Linked DNA regions of Zea mays: region 1 is linked to region 2. Evidence: chromatin contacts called from public Hi-C data. All regions are on one chromosome and are shown on one strand. The core of a region is the stretch at or near the end of the contact, and the rest is flanking DNA. Distances in the headings are between cores, read along the strand shown.

What was found. A called contact is a pair of places that touch in the nucleus more often than the background predicts.
Region 1: a Hi-C map of ear shows a contact between it and region 2, with 2.1 times the contacts expected there. The contact joins the promoter of LOC100272604 here to the promoter of LOC103638537 in region 2. A contact is called at or near these places in 2 of 25 Hi-C or Micro-C datasets (ear and endosperm).

The regions. Positions count from the first base shown.
Region 1 is chr9:63,699,486-63,703,844 of Zm-B73-REFERENCE-NAM-5.0, forward strand. It overlaps LOC100272604 (putative DUF231 domain containing family protein), which reads left to right and starts at 1,976. Exons shown (of 4, transcript NM_001147067.1): 1 at 1,976-2,458; 2 at 3,390-3,473; 3 at 4,006-4,283. The coding sequence starts at 2,215.
Region 2 is chr9:63,339,895-63,344,507 of Zm-B73-REFERENCE-NAM-5.0, forward strand. LOC103638537 (Extra-large G-protein-like) reads left to right here and starts at 3,238. Exons shown (of 5, transcript XM_008661424.2): 1 at 3,238-3,680. The coding sequence starts at 3,545.

The DNA of each region.
Region 1 (4,359 bases), core at 726-3,225, 360 kb after region 2:
ATGCTTGGAAAGTCTTTGTGACTTAGAGCATCCTGGTCAAATATGGTACATTTGACCTAGTGAATCCTTCCTTCTGAAAGGATACACAAAGTATGGTATGTTCAGTGTAAATATGTGCAACATATTTTAAACATACATTACTTATCGACGGAGTTCGAGATAGAGGATATGAATTGAAAGAGATTTTCAATTCAAACTAAACTATCTTGAGTATCTTGGATACAAAGTTGTCTATATCCAACGTATATTGAAGAAATTCAATATAATGGAATCATAGTCATTTGATTCTTTTAGATCATGAGATGTGCTATTGTATCTTGCAAGAGCACCCGGCCGGATATTGCTTTGCAATGATTTGCTAGCTAACAGCACATGAGATCGAGTTATGATCTCCAGGTGTACTCATGCTCTCCTTATGTTTGGATATATTGATCTTGGATATCTATAGAAGATCCCCAGGTACAAGATCAATGACATACTTCTGGTAAGTTGGACCTACTGTTTGATAAATGTTAATCAACAGAGATTAATGGTCACTTACACTAATCATTCTATAGTACACTTCGTGGGATTGTACAGAATGATATACTACATACAGAGGGTATGTGGTGGTCATGATTTTATATCAGTGACCTTATTATCTATGAAGATAATATTACTTTGTGTTGTTTAGATGAAAAACAAGTTACGAACTAAGTCTCTACTTACTCCACATTTTAGATATGTTTGAGAGCAGGTATGGGATGACTTAGTGTTTTGTAAAGATCAGGGGGAGTTTCCCTCTTGATCGAAAGAACTTGTTTATACATCATGTTGTACTCTTTTCTTCGCATGAGTTTTTCCCTGCTTGGGTTTCTCATTCAAAGTTTTTAACGAGACAACATCAACACAAGGTCTATGTCGTATCATCTATTTTTCCCGTAGAGGTTTTCGAGGATGATACATTATGACATAGTTATTGTTGTATTTGAACTAGGATATGAGTTTATATCCCTAGAGTTCAAATGGATCAACAATAGAGTATGACTACTCTCCTTATTTTTCCCGTTGGGTTTTTAAGGAGACTCGGCTGATATGTTGATTTCTCAGATTTTCTGACTAGATTATCTTGGAGAAATATTAGCCTGAGTTATATGTCTCATCATTTATTTTTCCCACTGGGGTTTTTTTTGAGATGATGGCTATAGACATATTATTGTTCTTTGGGCTAGAGGTCCATTGGAGAACAACGTACCATGATTCGATTGAATCACCGACAATTATCTATAAGGATAATTGAGCTTGTGTTGTTTAGATGGAAACAGGAAAATAGAGATATGAATATCTTGCAAACAAAGTCTTGTGATAATCTTGTTGATCTATTCACAAAATCTCTACCATACTCAACGTTTTCAGAAATGTGTTGAGGTGATTGGTATGAGAATACTTAAGTGCTTGCAAGGATCAGGGGGAGTAATTCTCCATGATATTTGACCTGTTTTGAACCATCATATTACACTCTTTTCTTTGTATGAGTTTTGCCTTATTGAGGTTTTCTCATCCAAAGTTTTTAACGAGGTAATACTAAGCTATATGCTTCATCATTAACTTTTCCCCACTGGGGTTTTTATGAATGATGATTACAGGCATATTTTTCTTTTGGAGGTCAGTGTGAGTTCTACTCATAATTCAAAAGACATTGTGTACTCCTTATTTTTCCCACAGGGTTTTTGAGAAGATAATATATTGGAAGACAACTTGCAGATGATCAAATGGATTTGGATTGATCAAGGGGGAGTGTTACAAATTATTGTATTTGTGATCAATCCAAGAGGTGCGACCGATAATTCCCAAGAGACACACCCCTTGGGAACTCACCCCTTCATATGTATATAAACATAATCCCTGCTGTAATAAAGATACAACTGTCATGTGTCTTTCTCTGAACTCTCTTTACCACTGAGTACTTCAACACGGTGAAAGCCCCTGGGGGCGCCTAGTGCAAAGCCTGCCGCTCCTTGTTGGCAGCTTCGGCTCGCCTTCACTACCAGGCGGCCAGGCGGGACCCCACATAATTCCATAGTCTAACCTGCCAACCACTTCCACCGCCACCGCCGAGCGCGGTGGCACCGACACGACACACGTAGCTGCAGACCTGCAGTGCCAGCACGGCTGCCAATCCCTGCTGGCGCTGTTCCCGGCTCCGAGATCATTTGGACTCGGCACTCGGCAGGGATGGGGATGGGGACGGAATGGCCGCCGACGCCTGCGCAGCAGAGGAAAGCGGTGGTGAGCGCCGGGTCGGCGCTGAAGCTGGTACTGTTCGTGATTCTCGCGGGCCTCGCACTGCGGCTGCTGGTGGGGCCCCCAGCCTACCTCCTGCCGCCCACCGCCGCGCCAGAGGGGGCCGCTCGTCTTTTCGCGGTGCCGGAGAGGGAAAGAACCGCCGGCGGCGGCGGCGGCGGGATACCTTCCGTCGGTGAGCGGTTCTTGGAATGCCTTTTTTATGGCACTTTTCCTTTTTTTTGTCGTTTCTTGAAACAAGAGAAAGGATTGAGCCGTGCTTTCTCACGGACACACGCTTTCCGCCTTTCCCATGGGATTTGCAGCATGGAAAGATGATCGTTTTGTGTTACCAGAATCTGGAGTATTGATGATTGTAGCCCAGAAGAACAGTAGCAGAATTAGGAATATCTCAAGTGCGAAAACTACGTTTGAATCGAGATGCTTATACAATGGGTTGTTGGTTGAACACCAGAAAGGATATTAAATGTGCATGCTAAATTATTAAAAGATCCGAGGATTCTCAGAATTACTCCAAAGATGTGCTCCATATTAATTTAACATCCTCTGATGACGGGGTATCTTGATTTGTTTAATTCTCAGTGAGGACTGCGTTTGCGTGGATCCCCTGGCTTTACTTTTGTTTAATTTGTTATATACTTGTTCTGTTTTACTCTAGATGAATGTTCTTCCACATTCCACTTCTGTGGCATTTCTTATTTGCATGTATTTGATCAAGAGAACAGCAGACTGCAGAGGGGGGATGGAGGTGTTCGATTGACCACTTCCATTAGTTTAGTGGTACGGCTAAGCTTTTCTACATCCTGTATGGAAAGGTGGCCAGGTGGGAGCCTTTTCTTTGGGGTTCCATATAAGGATCTTATTAGGTCTTGTTTGGCTGCACTTCAATCCACCCCAATCCACACGGGTTTGAGGTGGACTGGGGTGCAGCCAAACAAGTCCTTACATGGATCTTCAAATGGGATTAGACTAATGCACCGTTTCTTGTCTTTGAGTGACACATTTTTTTATTCTTCTTTTTTTATTTCCAATGGGCATATTTACAAATTAACTACTCCAGCTTGTTTGGATCTTGTCTTGTTATAATATATTGTTTGTGCTTACAGAAACGGATGATGCGGTTTTTACTTTGACCGATTCAGAACCTCTAACAGCTTTAGGCAAGAAGGAAGGTTCCACAAAACCAGAAGGTATGCCCCTGAGAGGCTGAGATGCAACCATTGATTAGCCTATGTTTTACTTGAGACAGACTAGTCGGCACTTCAGGCAATAAATCACTGCATTAGGGCAAATCTGTTAAGGTTGGAAATTATTTCCAAACTTAGTTCAATGTTAAACACTAAAGGTCTTGCTTGAACCTAAATCCCTAGGATTTAGTTAGAATTTAAACAAAAGTCGTAATATTTCTGTGCTCAAATTCCAACCCCTATCATCCAGAAGCTTGAAGAATTTAAACAAAAGTCGTAATATTTCTGTAGTTTTGTATGGGGGTTTTCTCTTCTTGTTTCGAGTACAAACTTCAGAGGGGATCTTTGCCTAGTTTTGGATAATCTATCCACCAGACCATGCGCTCTCCATGCAAAACTACAGTAACTTGTAAAGTATTTTTAATCTTGAGGAACTAAATTGTGTGGCCCAGTTTCATTTTCGTGTGTTTGGACAAAAAATATCTTTAGTTCTTTCATAAAGTACTTGGTTACATATTTTCTTTTATGCATGCAGAAAGTTGTGATCTTTTCCATGGCGAGTGGGTTCCCAATTCATCAGGACCAGCTTATACTAATGCAAGCTGCCGCTTCATTGAGTCTCCTCAGAACTGTATGACAAATGGAAGACCTGACACAGATTATCTCAATTGGAGATGGAAGCCATATGGTTGTGAGGTATCACCATTTGACGGCAAGAAGTTTTTGGATGGCATGAAAGGCAAGCATTGGGCACTCATTGGTGATTCCATCCTTCGCAACCACGTCCAGTCATTGCTTTGTCTTCTTTCCAAGGTATTCCATATTTTTTTGCACATACATTGACATTGAACGTGCTGATGTATCTCTGGTTCTTTTATCTCTGTAGTGT
Region 2 (4,613 bases), core at 1,988-4,487:
TTATACTCTAAATAAGATTTAGTGCGGCGGTTTACGAGCTACCCGATCCGAAATAAGTACGAGTCGATTCATATTTTCAAGCTGATAATGCAACCGAGTCGAGCTAAGCTGCACTCGTGGATCACCTAGCCGCACTGAGATCTTGTTTGCAGCCAGGGGCGGATATGGGCCCACGGCCACTGGCCCGGAGCGCAGCCCAAAAATACTCTTATATATATGTCTTTTTTCAACCAAAAAAATCTAGCTCAAAATATATTTCAGTCCAAAAATGTGGCCCAAAAAACGTCCTGCTTGCACCGATTGAGCCTGACGCTGGCGGTCTCCCTCAGTCGCTCAAGTCACGAGAACATAGATTCTTTCAATTATTTCGAAAACCTGTGCGGCTTCGTTTCCTATGTTGACAGCGGCGCGGCCGCCTCCATTCAGTCTTCTATCGCTCTCCACGCCTTCAGGCTCTACGAATTCGGCAAGGGCACAAGGCAGCAACCTCCGAGGCGGCCGGGCGGGCTCTGACTCTGGCATCCGCCACCGCCAGTCCGGCCTCCACCTCCACCAGTTCACCTCTAGCGTCCCTGTAGCAATGACGCGCGCGGCCTGCACTGGCGCCGCGCCACTGCCCAAATCTACTTCTGCCATTACATCTGAGCGACAAGCGTTATGTGCTGAGTGCTTCTCCTCTATTGTGAGTAATTGTTCCCGAACGTCTGATTACTTTTCCCTATGTGCCACAGTTTCATTGGATTGTTTTAAATGTTACTACCTCTAAAGTGTGAAAAATTAAAAAACAAGTAGTACATCGTTATATTTGTAGAGTGACCCGAGACGTTATTTTTACGGAGCTCTGCCACTGTTTGCAGCCCTAGCTCTGCCACTGTTTGCAGCCCTACATCGTTATATTTGTAGAGTGGCCGGGGGCGTTATATTTACGTGCACTAACCTCGACTGGGCACTAAGCCCTTTATAAAGCCTACTGCGGGAATGGCGAGCGCCTCTGTTTCGCAACAAGGCATCCTTCGCAGAGCTGGTTCATCTGCTTGATCGGCGGCAGACCCACCACCATTTCCTCCTTGACAAGTTTCTGAAGTGCACGGAAATTGAAATGGTCGTATCTTGCGTGCCAGTGCAGAAACACAAGGGAATTGAAAGAAAACATTTTTTATATTTAAAGTAGAGGAACATATAAAATCTTATGCCGGAGAAAACTTAATTTGCTACACATAGAAGACAACGACATGGAGTTAAAAATTTTACAGGGCAGAAACACAAGTGAATTTGAGGTCAGCCTGAATGGCTGTTTGGTAGAAGCACCACCCGAGCCCGTGGAAATGCGTGTCGTGGCGTGGTTGAGCCACTTCTGCTCGCCCCATAGAAAAATATACGAGCACCAGTGCTGGGTAGGGTAGGCCATCCTTGCGTAAATTTCTTGCCAACCCGTGCGCACAGCGCATGCACCAGCCCGGCTTCGTCGTCACCGAGCGGGAAGACGAAAGCCGCAGTCCGCACTGCAGAGCAGCGGCCGCAGCGGGAAAAGCTGCATGTCCGAGACAGAGAGGCCAAGATGGCCCGTGAGCGTGACGATCCAAATTAAATTCGCACCCACCTGACTTCCCTCCGCCGCGCTCTCTGCCTCTACCAGGCACCAGCCCCGCGCTGTTTTCTCCTCTCCCGAGTTATTTGAGTTTGTAACATTCTCGTCGCGCGGCTTCGCCAATTTATTACTCCGCAGCTGTGCTTCGCCAGTTTGGTATTATGGAGCACACAAACGTGCCAGATTGGGACTGTTAGTCTTCCGCCCTATATAACCGTCTGTTCTCTTACGCTTGATGAAGGTTATGTACTCCTATGTACTAATCTACCCCTAGCCGCGAGAAAGAACAGACGGTGCCCGCGCAGCGGACTGCCTCCTGGTGCCCGTCGCCGTAGCCACGGCGGTCACCACGATCACCGCCGCCACTCCAGCGAACCGACAAGACGTCGCCGCGCCGGTACCCGCGTCCGTGCCCGCGCGGCCGCGCGCGGGGTACGCCAACTCGCCGGCGGCGGAGTGCGCATCCTGGCGGGGCGGTTCGTGAAGACGGTGCTGCGGACGCCGCAGCTGTTCGCGGCGCGGATGGCGCAGTCGGTGCTGGTCGGCGCGTTCCTCGGCAGCATCGTCCTGGGCACCACCGACCTGCAGTCCCGCCTCGGCTTCTTCGCCTTCAACCTCACCTACCTGCTCACCTCCACCACCGAGGCCCTGCCCGTGTTCCTCCACGAGCGCCGCATCCTGGAGCGGGAGACCTCCCGCGGCGCCTACCGCGTGTCCTCGTACGTCACCTCCAACGCCGCCGTCTTCCTGCCGTTCCTCCTCGCCGCGGCGGTGCTGTACGCGGCGCCCGTGTACTGGCTCGTGGGCCTGGCGCGCGAGCCCGCCGCCTTCGCCTACTGCGCGCTCGTCGTCTGGCGCGTTCGAGGCCCTGTGGTGAACGAGTACAGCGGCGCGCGCGGCGCCAGGGAGTGCCTCGCCTCGGCCGGCGGCGCGGGGGGACTCTGCGTGCTCGACGGCGCGGGGCTGCTACGGCAGCAGGGGATGAGGGAGCGCATGCGGTGGAGCAGCTTGGGCGTCATGCTCGGCTTCGTGGTCGGGTACAGGGTGCTCTGCTTCGTCATCCTCTCCTTCAGGTGCCACCGCACGGGGAGGTGAGTACGGGAGAAAGGCCGGAAACCATGCCAGTGGCGGACATTTGGCCATTGGCATGCAAGCAAACTGCAAATAGTACTGATTGGATTTCACCTCATTCTCCTCCTTCCTTTTCGTGATTTTATCGACGAGACATCGATTCGAATTAGGCAAGTGAGGCTCAGTTTGGTCTGCAATGGTGCGTGTCGTGCAGGCTCGCCAGTGCGACGACGGCGGCGAGCAGCAGGCACAAACGCCTGGGCTGAAGCTACTGGTGGAGGACGCGAAGCGCGAGCACGGCGTCAGGTACGTGTACGTGTGGCACGCCATGGCGGGGTACCGGGGCGGCGTGAAGCTGGCGGCGGAGGGGATGGAGCACTACGAGAGCGCGCTGGGCTGGGGCTGGCTACAGCAGCGCCGGCAGGGACAAAATTGACTTTTACCGTAGCTCATAAAAAGTTACAGAGGGTGAAAGATTAATAGTTCCAATCTGGCGTGGATGTGTGCTTCATAATACCAAACTAGTGAAGCACAGCTGCGGAGTAATAAACTGGCGAAGCCGCGTGACGAGAATGTTACAAACTCAAATAACTCCTCCTCTCCCCCGGCTTCAGCGGTTCAGCTCCTTCACATACTGACGTACACATCTCCTCGCCGAGGTTGCTCCGTCCGGTGGCCAGACCGTGGTTCTTGGCGCTCTTGGTTGGTCGGGGTCCTTGGCAACCGGACGTCTGGTGTTCCTGTTTCGACCTTGAACTTCTTGGGGGTGGGGTTTTGGGGGCGTCACCTCCCTGTTTGTTTCTTGGGTTGATGTGGCGGCGGCGCTTCCTGTGACCGGAGGGGCCAAGGAGGTGGGACTTTTTCGGTGAAGGGAAAACTGCGGGAATGGAAGGCGAGGCAGCGGCGGCCGAGGCGGTGGCGCGGATACGGCTGGTGCGGTGCCCCAAGTGCGACAAGTTCTTGCCAGAGCTGCCCGCCTACTCCGTCTACGTCTGCGGCGGATGCGGCGCCACTCTCCAAGGTGCGGTCTTACTCTTTCCTGCAAGCTAGCACAAGATTTGGTTTAATCCCCTGTACTCCGTTGCCCAGCAGTCCAGCATCCCAAATGGATTTCATCTCTGAGTGACTGACATCTGCAAGGCAGCAGGAGAGAGACTTAAAATTTCGGTTTGAATGCCTTCTCTGGTTTGTAGAACTAATGTAAACTTCTTTTTTGGAGAAAAAAATTACTTCACTTCTTATGGGCCAATGTAATATGCTAGACCTTTCAGGAATTGTTTAGTCCACCCCAGGAGCACAATCTAAACTTTTATTTTTTCCAAGAAAGCCTTACTCCATTTTTGCAGGATCAAGTTTGAATTTATGTTTCTTGGGAAATGTTTGCTCCATTTCTAGAAGCAAACGTAAACATTTCATTTGCTTTTAGGATAACTTAGGAACAAATTGAAATTCTTGATGTGTTTCTAAGTTATGTTCTGAAATTTTGTAGCCTCCTTTGAAGAGCATATTATCATCCTTCAGATTTGAAGTGGAAGAACCATGGCCCTATTTTCTTGCACACACAAAAAAGTAAAGCTGAAAATCTAGCCTGTGCCGTGTTGTGCTGGCGAGCGGATCCTCCGCTGTAAGTGCATAAGTGCAATGGGTCAGTGACGTGTGGGTCCGGCCTAGGCCTGAGCCCACACGTCAGTGACCAAATGTAACTGCGGAGGGTCTCCCTTCACCGTAAGGGCTTGTTCGGTTCAACCCCAATCTATATGGATTGAAGGGGATTGAGTCGGTTTCAATCCCTAGTAAGTCAAAATCCCTCCCAATCTATATCAATCCCCTCCAATCCATATGGAACGGAAATAACCGAACAAGCCTAATAGGGTCATTTGTAGCTGTTGTTACTTCTTAAATATATTGCATTGGGATTGAAAAAAACATAAGTTGAATTTGACCTATACATTGT